Regions from separate parts of the Anas platyrhynchos genome. Here region 2 is linked to region 1. A link is a contact called in public Hi-C data. All regions are on one chromosome and are shown on one strand. The core of a region is the stretch at or near the end of the contact, and the rest is flanking DNA. Distances in the headings are between cores, read along the strand shown.

Evidence for each region. A called contact is a pair of places that touch in the nucleus more often than the background predicts.
Region 2: a Hi-C map of skeletal muscle shows a contact between it and region 1, with 2.2 times the contacts expected there. The contact joins two enhancer-like sites. A contact is called at or near these places in 2 of 8 Hi-C or Micro-C datasets (skeletal muscle and subcutaneous adipose tissue).

Annotation. Positions count from the first base shown.
Region 1 is chr16:6,016,480-6,022,170 of IASCAAS_PekinDuck_T2T, reverse strand. All of the region lies in intron 5 of MED13L (mediator complex subunit 13L), which reads right to left. Among named protein-coding and RNA genes, the nearest start is that of MED13L, 25 kb to the right of the region's middle. Within about 2 kb of position 3,005, at least 1 of the 8 cell types and tissues checked has an H3K27ac peak or open chromatin away from gene starts, as enhancers often do.
Region 2 is chr16:6,087,292-6,093,127 of IASCAAS_PekinDuck_T2T, reverse strand. All of the region lies in intron 6 of MED13L (mediator complex subunit 13L), which reads right to left. Among named protein-coding and RNA genes, the nearest start is that of MED13L, 96 kb to the right of the region's middle. Within about 2 kb of position 2,512, at least 2 of the 8 cell types and tissues checked have an H3K27ac peak or open chromatin away from gene starts, as enhancers often do.

The sequences.
Region 1 (5,691 bases), core at 1,756-4,255:
GTGAACCGAGACTTAGAAAAACCCAACCCTAAGCAAGTGCAGATGTACCAGACGAGATCTGAAAGCTTCCGAGTAAACTAGAGACTCCAAGGAGAAAAAAAAATAAGGTTTGGTACTGTCACAATCCAACACATTTTGAAACTTGTATCTCATACCCGTTAGCTCTGAAAGCACCGTTACCAAAAAACAGAGGACTGCAAATACCTGGATCAGTAGTATAGGGGACTTTACCTCCAAGTTTTCTTCTCGATCCTCTGTCCTGACAAAATGTTGTATTTTATGCACAAACATAGAGCAGTAAGAACAACAAGGCGTTGACTGCAGCGTAACTCCTTTGCAACTAAAGGATGAATTAAGTAGAGTTTTACTGAACAAGCTTTAAGTGTCCTTCTCTGACACACGGCTGGGGTCACAAAGCCACTCAGACTTGGCTGCAACCCATGCTGCTGCCCAACGCTGGCAGGGGGAGGAAGGAGTCAGGGGTACAGGGCACGAGCTCAGAGGAAGAGGTTTTCACCATGTCAGTAGCCTGATCTGGGCTTAAATGCGAGCTCGTGAATCCTTTCACGGTCACTAAGGCATAGAAAAGAATGAAGGGGGAGGGAGAAAAATGAAAGGGTCGAGGGGAAGCACAACTTTTCCCTGTAATTAATATTATTTTCCTTTCATAGAAAGCTGAGAGCAGTACATTACACTGCAACTGTGGTTGGAGAGAGAAGAAAGTACCTAGAAGTGACACAGAAATAAAAGCATGTCATATCTTACACTTAAAAATTAATTTTAGGGGACCAGCCATTTTTCTCCATTTTCATAAGTTAATTATATTCGTTCCTTAGCATGGGGACAAGGCCTTTGTGTATGTTTGACCTCATCTGTGTTAATCACATAAGCATAAATATTGCCTAGAGGCACATTACACAACAGCAACACACAAAATTTCCTGTTTCAAGGAAACAAAGGAGAGAATGCCACTAAAAGCTCAGGTTGTATTTCCATACGCGCCATTGCAATTCAGTTTTGGAAAGTTAATTAAGCCACAAATGAGTCAGTGAGAAATAACACTGTCTGAGGTAGGAAGCAAGTCAGGATTTATCAAAACTAATCAAAAATCCCCAAACAAGCCAACAAAAAGAGCACTTAGACCTCTTAGATCTGTCATCTATGAAAACACAGGCATCACCTCACTGTGTAACAAGCAGAGAAAGCTCCTGACCCAAAAGTTAAACGTACTACAAGGCAAAATGGTCCGTTTTCAGTCGTCATCACCATTTTAGAGCACAGAAACCCCAGACCACACAACCCACTGAAGCCCTGGCAGGAAGCGACACACGCGGCCATTGGGAGCATTGCGTATGCACCTCACAGTGCCTGCGGAGGGAATCTAGCTCAGCACCATGTTTGAGGGGTGCTGTGGGGTTTGGTAGAGGAATGTGTCTTTATTAGCTGGTATCTCTTGGAAACTGCCAGCTGATGGCAGGAAATGCTGGGAGAGAGGAGCTTCAAATGCAAGCAGTAGCGGAACTTGGGCTGAGCAAGAAGGATGCCCCCCGTGTAAATACACGCTCTGTATAAACAAATCAAGAAGGACTGGGATGTGGGAAAACACTCGTGCATTTTAAAAACTGGCAGGATAATACTAAAACAAGCATGCTTCTAATCAGTGCAGTATTTTTTCATATTATTTGTGTTACCATGGCATCACCAAGTCCCAAATCCCACTGTGCTGGACTCTGCGGGAAAACAGCAGCGCACGGCTCATGCAGAGAACGCGAAGGGGGGAAGGAATACGGGGATCGAAAGAGTACAAAGCTGAGCTGGTCGGCCTCAGGACAAGAGCCAGGACAGACCTGCACCTAGCCAGAGCTACTCAGTTGCCTGCAGGCATCACACACACAAGATTAAGAAAGGGTTCAGGACAGCAATGCAGTTAAGTCCATGGACATCGACTAGTAACCTTACTCAAACACCACGAGCTAGAAAAAAACTAGGAAAACAATCAAAAGATGGTAGTTGGTAGTTCACTTTTGATGACAACAGCACCTATGGGAGTTAGGATTCACTTGGTACAAACAAAAAAAAAAAAAATCAAAGGCAGAACAGGGCTGACACCTTTGGAAGAAGTCCCAGTAATGCAGGAGATGTAAGAGCAAGGGAAGACAACGAGAGAAAGCAGGGGCACAACACGGTCCCAGCCACAGGATGGGACAGAAAACTGCAGCAGCGTTCTCGGTAAGAGCAGGGATGGTTTAGGCAAACAGACAAAAGGATGCTGCCACAGCTAAGGGGGTAGAAGTGAAGACAGGGTGGGGATTCCCTGCAGCAACCAAGGCAGAGCAGAGACAGAAGGTTGAGAGCTCTCAGCAGCAACCAGAAAGCTTTCCCCAACAAGCACAAGTGTTCGGCTGGTTACAAAGTATGCCATGCCTGTAACATTGATACCTCCGGGCATTTAAAGAGCAGTCTATCTACACATACACACACCCTTCACCAAGGAATAGCATTTCTGAATAATTAGAGATACAAAGAAAAGGGAAGAACATCCATAAAAATTCCTTTTTCACCTAGTGACCAACCCGATCCAGTTAACAGCCAGCAGCTATCTCACAGAATTTTCTTCCCTGAAGTTTAAAGATTTCAGTTTCTATAGATTTCTTCAAGATAATTGTATTGTAAAGAAGGAAAATAATAGAAGAAAGGTCTACGTATAGGATTAAAGAGTTCCTTCTTTAATCTCTCTCACATGAGGAGGTGCTCTCAGAAGCAGAAGGGAAAGAAAAAAACCCTTGGGATCAAAACGTTGTTGAGAACCGGGGTTCTGATGTCAATGCTGCACCAGTTATGTAGAAACATCCAGAAAGGTTTTTTCAGCTAGTGTTAGAGCAAGTGAAAGTTGTGTTTCCTAAAAAAAAAAAAAAAAAAAAAAATCCTAGATAAGCAGGTCAGCCGCATCACTGCAATGTGAGTATTTTCTGAGTTGTGCTAATGCTGACAGCAGCCCTCTCTGCAAAGGACTCATGCTGCTACAAGAAGCAGGACCTGGTCCTTGGGCAAGGTTTCCCAGCCCCGTGTGCACGCTCAGAACCTCACCAGAGGTCAAGAAATCTTCCCGCAAATATTTCCCACTGGCTAGCTCGGGACCCTTGGGCACGCCTTGTCCTGATCCGCAAATATAACTCCTCCTCATTTTCCTCGTGTGTTATTCAGAAGAGGTCGGTTACCCAACACATCGACTCCATCCCCAAGGGGGGGGCAGGCTGAAGGTAGCACCGCTCCGAAGGCCGCTCTGCCCCAACCTCTTTGGGAACCCACAGCTATTTTCTTTAAGTTCACACCTGGAGGGACACCGTTAAACTCCTGAATACTCTCCAACAGGACAAAAAAAGTCTACCCCTGGAGATTCTTCCAATTCCAAATAAATAATCTCCTGTGAGATTAAAGTGAGCAAGCTTTCTAATGTAGCTTTCCTACTTCTATCCTGTTACCCAATAAAACTCAGAAGAAAAAGTAACTGAAGAATCCAATACTGCTGGGAAATTTCAGAAGTTAATTCCATTTCTTAAAAATATATACATAAAGTCACACCTCCGTAAAATGTGAAACAAGCACGATACCTACCACGGAGAGAGGCAGCATCCTACCTGCCTTGCAGCCCCACGCTTATAACCAAGAGCTAATACGGGTTCATTTCCTACTGCTTATGGATTTGGTTGGGCAACCAACCATTTACAATGAAGTCTTTTACTGATAGTTATGCACCACCAAAGAGAACCAAGAGAACTTCTACAGCAATCTCTGCATTCCTGACCTTCGCTTTCAGATGCCACAAAAAACCTTTAAGCACAAATTTCAAACACCCTCTCGGATCCCCTTGGCCCCTTTCAGTTTCATTATGAAAACAGCCACAAGACCCACTGATCGTAGTCAGCTCCTGTCACTGCTGTTGAGCCAAATGCAGAACCCCCCCAGCAACCCTATAAGTTCGACTTGGAGCACCAACAGAAGCAAAGACCAAATCCCTGTTCTCCAGCCCTTTCTTGCAGCAGGTTTCTGTAAGAATGCATTTAAACAAGTGCTCCTGACCTCTTTGCTAGCAGATGCTATAAAGCGTTACATAAATCCGTATCACTTCCCAAGCACACCATCGTGTTCTCCAGGCTGAAGCCTCCCACAGCACCTAACCTTCCACCACACGAAAGCTGCTCCAGATTTTCGGTCACTCCTGACACCTTGCTGCCCGCTTTCTCCAGCTGCAGCACACAAGTTATTGTGCAACCTCAGCCCCATTTCAGAGAGCGACTCGTGCCTGTTGATCACTACAGCAGCCAAGCCGGACAGGTGAGGAAACGTCTCGGTACCTCATGCAAGCCTTTACCTTCATGTGATTAACCCTTATGCACAGGAAGAATCAAATTAATTTCAGTAAGGCTACCTCTGTGATTCAGGATTATTCAGAGGAGGATGGTATTAAAACTCCAAGCCCAGCATGTTACCTCGCAGCATTTTGTCTGGAGGTAGTTAATAGCCAACTCTTCATTAGGATTTAAATAAGAAAGTGTTAAGGGCCAGTTTATTAAGTAATGTTTTGACAAACAAACAGCCTTTTTTCCAAAACAGCAGCAGACATTTTGACTGCTGCCGAAACAGTTTGGATAAATATCATTTCTTCTCCTGCTGGGCTAGAAGTGCAGCCGCTGGTGTGTTTTAATGAGCCCATCTCTCCACGGAGCGCAGACAAGTTCTCATCCAAGGTGCACTCCGATGACAAATATCCAAAGCGACCCTTGCATCATCTTGCTCAAAGACGCTTGACGTTTACAGCAGAAGCCCAGATGTCTTTGTGCACGCTGCCCTGCCCGGCAGAGCACACACACACACACCACCCCGTTTTCTCGAAGGGCGCTGGATTCCTGCCTCAGCACAGAACAATGCACGGCGCAGGCTGCAGCCCTGCGCATCGCCGTGTCCAGGGGGACACCTCACGACACGCAGCTGCGCAAGCCCGAGAGCTCTTTCGTGGCTGGATGCTCAGAGCTGGGTTTGTCAGACTCACGTCAGGCTACGCCTTCCCCTCACGTGAAATACTGTAAGCTACAAACCTGCGCACGTTCTGGACATCACCAATAAAGCAGAATCGGTTACTAGAAAGCTTTAGGTAATGTTTTTCATACAAACGTAAAATACTTTCAGAAATTATTTCCCCTGAAGAGACTCAAATAAAAAGCAGTGTCTGTCATCTCTCTAAGCTGCCTGCAGCTGACAGAAAAATAAGCTACAATTCCCGAACTGCCAAAGCAACCCAAATCCACGACAGCGACCAGCACAGACTCGCAGCAGAGCCTGGGCTGCTCTGGGCAGGGAAGACACCGCTCCTCAGAAACCAGTGCTCGTGGGATGAAGTGTGCCTCAACACCAGCACGCAGACATCCCATTTCTGAGCTGCAGCTCTCCAGGCGAGAGCATTCCTTCTCGATTCCAGCCCAAAACAAAGCGGGAGATAAACAATGACCTCTAGCAGCCGGCGCCTACCAGCAGGACGGGTTTCAGACAGTCTCACAACACACCTAAAGAAGGGTGATTTCCCATCCCCGGCTGGCAGGGTTGTGCACCCTCTTCTGCTGCTGCACTGTAAAAGTAAATGATTGGCAAAAGCTTCTCTAATTAGTAATCCAGACTACTGTAGCTTTAACACTT
Region 2 (5,836 bases), core at 1,263-3,762, 71 kb before region 1:
AAAACACTGCTTCAAAGAGATTGTAATTCAGCCCACTTCATTTTTCCTTAATATTTCAGTAAATAACAGCCATCTATTTATGCATCCTGAAAGAAAGACCTTAGCTGTCAAGCAGAAGGACCTACGCACGGAGCTCTTTGCAAAGACTTAATTGAAATTAGAGCTGACACTGTGATCCCAGCAATCTTCGCATGCCCTAAGCCGAAACTCTGTTCTGGCTGACCATGCAGCCCACGTCGCCGTGCATTAGCTTCAGATACCGCTCGCGCAGCAGTGAAGTGTTTCGTCCTTTTGTGCTTGCCTTAGGCCACAGCCTCCTTTCACGTACATCAAACCATCTCCGCTGGACACTCCAGAAATTTAACAAGCAATCCAGGATGCTGACTGACTAAGATGGGGAATCTGTGAGATCATTAACAAATGCAAGAGAAAAACGAAGTAAAAATCTGTTGCCAGGATGTCTTAAACGACAAGTAGATGCTGTAAAGGACATTTTGCCTTTCTGTCAAAGATTTTTGTGACAAAAATACACATTCACCTATATACCCAACAGACTGCCTGCAAGAACTGTGTGTGTTCTTCATGTAGTCAATAATCAGCTGGTTTTATGCATATGATAAATCACTCCCTGAAATCCTCACCTACAGAGGATGGAAGCAAAAATGCTGTACCTTGCTGACTTGGTCATGCTATAGAAGCAAAAAGCAACTCCTGAATTCATACACAAACACTCCCATCATTGCTAAATACCAGTCACAGAGCTCATGTTTAAGCTGTAAATTAACAATGAAAAGTCCCCATCTGAAATACCACATCAAGCTGGCAGCCCTGCTCAGCTTGATCTTTCTTGGCCAAAGCACTCCACTGGCTTGTAACACTTAAACCTAATCTGACAGCAAATGAGGCTTCCAACGGAAAATTACTGAAAGGCTGGGGTTTGCTTATTTTTTCCCCCAAGGAGAAAATGAAGGACCAGAAATGTATCTTGTTGAATATTTACTGAAGTACATATTCCCTACTCTGGTCAAAAGGAATTATCAAACATAATCATAAGATCAATGATAAATGTTACTGACAATCACATTTGTTTTCTTTTACGCCTTCCCCCTTGCTTATTTGATATCCATATAACCTATAAAATGCCTTCACCTTTAAGAAGAGAGCTTTACAATTACTCTAGATATTAGTCTGCTGGCTTAAAAATCCAGATATAATAAATTTAAGTTTCTACAAAACTTAGAGGTTGTTTAAACAGGGTAGCAAATATGGGGATAATCCCCATTTAATAGCTAGATCCATTTGCTCTGAGCCACCATCTGAAGAATTAGCTCTCAATAGGATCACAGCAGTGCCTCTTTCCCATAAACTTAATTCTACAGATGCATGAAGACTTCTCTAGTACTTTGCAGAAAGCGTAGTGAGAAGCAAAATTTATCTTGATTTTACAAGTAAGCAGTATGTAAGCTCTTTTTTCCTTCCATTATTATTATTACATTGAAGCATTACCATATTCAAATTGTAAATACACAGTTTTTTTTCTAACAATTATTACAGAAGATCTACAGCTCTAAAGTAATTGCACCACCTCTGTTTTAGTTAAAAATAAATTTAGGAAGCAAATAAACAAAGCCACTACCACTGCATTTAACCTGAATTTCCAGATCTTATTTTGAGTCATGGAAGCCAGGTTTTACTAGTGACTTCAGAAAGGAATTAAAATTAGGTCGGCATGGATAGTTCTGGAAAATTATGTTTATTTACTCATGCAATATTCAAATCAACCAAATTACAAAACTTACCAGAACCTAAGTAGACAACGCATTAAGTTCCTACCTTTACGCATAAGAAATAATTTCACAACTGGTGATAGTTTTCGAGACAGAACAGTAAGAGAGACAGACAAATTATTTAACAAGTACTTAATTTCCACTGGAATTTTTCTCAACATAAAGCAGAAAGACTCTCATACTGCAATGGGAAAACAAGTTTGGTAAAGCAGCATTTTATACCTAAAATTCTCATCCCTGACAAATTTGCAAAGAATTCTCAGCAAATCTGTAAGGCAATATATACTTTATGTTCTCACTACTGTCATTTTTTTTGCTTTTCACAAGAACTGCTTTGAATGTCTTTTCTTTTGACAAGGTGTCATTGCAATGATATATTTATTCTGTATTTAAGACAAATCTACCCCACTCAACTTACTCCTGGTCTCTATATATTTTAAAATGCCTTTTAACATGCTATCAGTCACAGATTAACTCCAGACTTCACTTACTGCATTGCTTCACTGCACGCTGCCAGCAGTAGCTCAAGCCAGCTATCACAGCCATAGCACTGCTACACCCATGGGTGCCACGGGTGGCTTGTGAGACAAGGTTAAGGACAATATTTAGCACATACATGCACCCAGCAACCTCGCAAACATTCTTCATGCTCAGTGTTTGAAACACTAAGATCCTGATTAACTGATAGCATCTCCTTTCTCGTACTGTTCCAGAAGCTCAGAACTCTCAAGATGTTCTCTCCGTGTCCTGCGTCCTCAGCCAGGGACACCTTACATCAACAACACTCACTCTCAGATATTGACATCAGAGATGGTTAGAAAAGAATCATAACTGTATGAACAATAACATTAAAAAGATCTAACAAGAGGCAGATGTTTATGAAATACAAATAGATTAAATCACCACTTTGGTCTTTAAAGATGCTCCCCAATACATGCGGCCCATTTCTGTTTCAGGATTCCAGGTTCACATCTTGGTTCACACAAGGTGTCATGTCTGCTAGTAGTACTGGGACACCATCCTCCAACCCCAAATTGGACAAGCAAATAAGATGACAATAGCCAAGTACTGACAAGATTAATGAAAATTTCTTTGAACCTACTCCTTGCTTAATTCTCAGCAGCTCTCGCTTACAAGAAGTGAGCAGCTCAAAATAGCAGCGATGCTTTCCTGTAACAAACACAGCCAAATGCCATCTACACGGTGACTGAGGCATTTTTGAGATGACTGAACCCCTTACAAGTAATTATGAAATGAGATACTAAGTGAGAAAAGGATTTAAGTATGTGCTTAAATGATATGCTAAAGAACAGGATTATTTACCTGTTTTGCTAAACGCACTCTGAGGAATATTTTGGAAGCAGAGGCTACTGAAATACGGGAAGCACCAAAGAGTATAGACAGGTACTTGTAAATGAGCTATCTTGGCAAAAGTTACAGAAGCAAATTTACCTAGGCTTAACTAAGGGGAAAAATGAGTTTTCTTTTAGTTTGGTTCATTTTTAAACCACAAGTTGTGAGAAAAGACGTGGAAGTGACAGGCATCATCCTGTAGTTGTTTATTAAATTTACTTCCATGTATCAAAGGAAGATGTAGATATATATACACACATAAACAAGAGTTGTCTTACAGTCTTCACCACCCTTTAAAATATTAAATCAATTTTCAAATAGATTCACTACTCACGGAAATATTACAGAAAGCTCCACAGACCATTTTAAACAAAATGAAAAACTACATTAAGTACTCATAATGCTTAGGAATGATACCTTCCAAACTCCGCGATATTCATGTCAAACAAGTGTGCACTGAAGCCTTGGAACACACAAAGGCTTTTCAGTGGAAGCTGTTAATTTAGTACTGGCTGGCTGCCCAGTGGATACCAGAATACATTTTAATCCAAACAACAGAATGGGAGGGAGGAAGCTCAAAAGCAATTTCAAATCTATCAAGATTGAAATATTACCTCAATACAATAACAACATTTTTACTTTGGGAGTTCTGCCAAAATAGAATAGTTACCCTACAGTAACTATTGCTCTTTGGTATGTTATTTTTAACAGAGGAGTACACCTACCATCTGAGTTGGCTGTCTTCTGAGCAGCTAGAAATACCAAGGAGTGCAGGGGATCCAACACCTACAAGAGCCATAGGCAAATCGGTCGGGAGGATCCCCCTGCAGACTGCTGGCAAGAGGCATCCTTCCATGATCTTACTGGTAAGGAATTGCAGATTCACCAGTCAAAGAGGTACAGCAGTACCATTTGCCTGATTTTGGCACATGACCCAAGAATTACAGTCAAAGAATACAGTCCTCTTTGCTGGCTCACCTCTCCCACATTTTTAGATTCCTGAAACAAGCAGAGCCAATTTTGACATTAGCTGCAAAGTCCTAGTGGTACAGACAGAAGTTGTTTCAAAACCTCTTTGCTATGCCTCGAAATTTAGCAGAACTGTTGACGACACAAGCTCAGCACCCAAAGCTAAGCAGTAAATTGGAGAGAGAAATTCACTGCAGACGTAACGATGGAGCCGCAGAGCACTGCGCAGCGCAGGCTGCACGCACACCCCAGTAGGCACGAGCATCAAATGTTTTGTCACACAAGACCACACAAAGTGCCAATAGCAAAATATCCAGCAAGGAAAAGGTTCATTTAACAACAAAACCAGAGACTACTGCAATTATATTTGCAAGGTACGATTCTTATTTCTACCTCCCAGTTTGACTCAATTTAACTGATTATCATTTTTTATAGTTAAAGTAGCAGGAGAAAAAAAAAAAAAGATCTGAGAGAAAGGTTTAGGATGAGTATGCTGTTGTAGGGGGTGCATTTATCTTTACTTGAGCATTAGAGAGGTTTTGCTGTTCATGGATCAGTTATTTATAGCTCATCTGGGCAGCATCCACATCTTTAATTCCGTAACAGCTTTCCTTGCCTTTTGAATTAAAAATTGAACTTTACTCCAACTGATTCTCAAGGGGAAAGCATTAAATGTGCCACATCCTGTCCTTTGTTTCAAGGCAGCAGTGTGAAATAATGTAAAGAGCTAACACAGCCCTGATGATTACTGCATATTTCATTAAGACTCCAACACTCTTTGTCCCACTTAAAGGCTGACTACATGCTTTTGGCCATATGGAGTTAGTTAAGTAGGCCCTGTGATTACTACTTAGAAAAATCTACAACATATACGGATTCTCATACAATTCTCAGTTTAAAAAAAAACAACTTCAAGTAATCAACCATATATCTAGAGCATCAAAAGGCCCTGACTTCTCAAAACTTATTAAAAGATGTAACAGGACTCACAGCAAGCAACTGAACTGAGGCACCAACGTGCTATGTTTATTTTTGAGCGTTGTTTTTACTGAGTTTAGGGAAACCCAGTCCTTTAAAATCAAAAGCCAGTTATTGCTTATCAGGCCACAATACACGGCTAGTAGGTGTTTCCCATGAGCTGCAGGCCACCCTAACCACCAGCTTCTGTAAATGGAGTTGTTGTCCATTGTCTGAGCAAAGCTTTTAAGCACCTTAATTTCGCTGGATCACTTTTTGGCTCTGTAATGAGTCAGAGATGAATTTGTGACCCAAACCCGTTCACTTGGAGTTGTTAAAGGAGACTGCCTAGGGGGTGCAGACCTTCAGCTGTGAAGAACCCGTGAGTCCTGTCCCAGTGGCATGCTACCCGTGGGTGCCAGCGCCCGGTCCGCAGACAGTGCCCATTTCCTCCTACTCTCTGGACACAGGAGTGGTTAGTTAAAGAGAACTGGGCAGTCAAAATAATTCGGTAATTGTGGTACTGCATCTGGGAAAGGAAGACACAATAACATAATCTTCATTGACGACATTATTTAAATTTACAATGGACGCGTTGAAAGCGATCTTTTCCTTCTGCTTCTGCCATGCAGCCACAGAAGCAGCTCTCCTCCTGCCACGCTGCCTGCCCCGTGCCCATGGACCTTTGCCAAGTGAGCAGAGATGGCACTTACCAGCCAGCAGAGACAGGACACATAGAATCAAGGTGATTTTCTGAGGTCTTTGGCCTG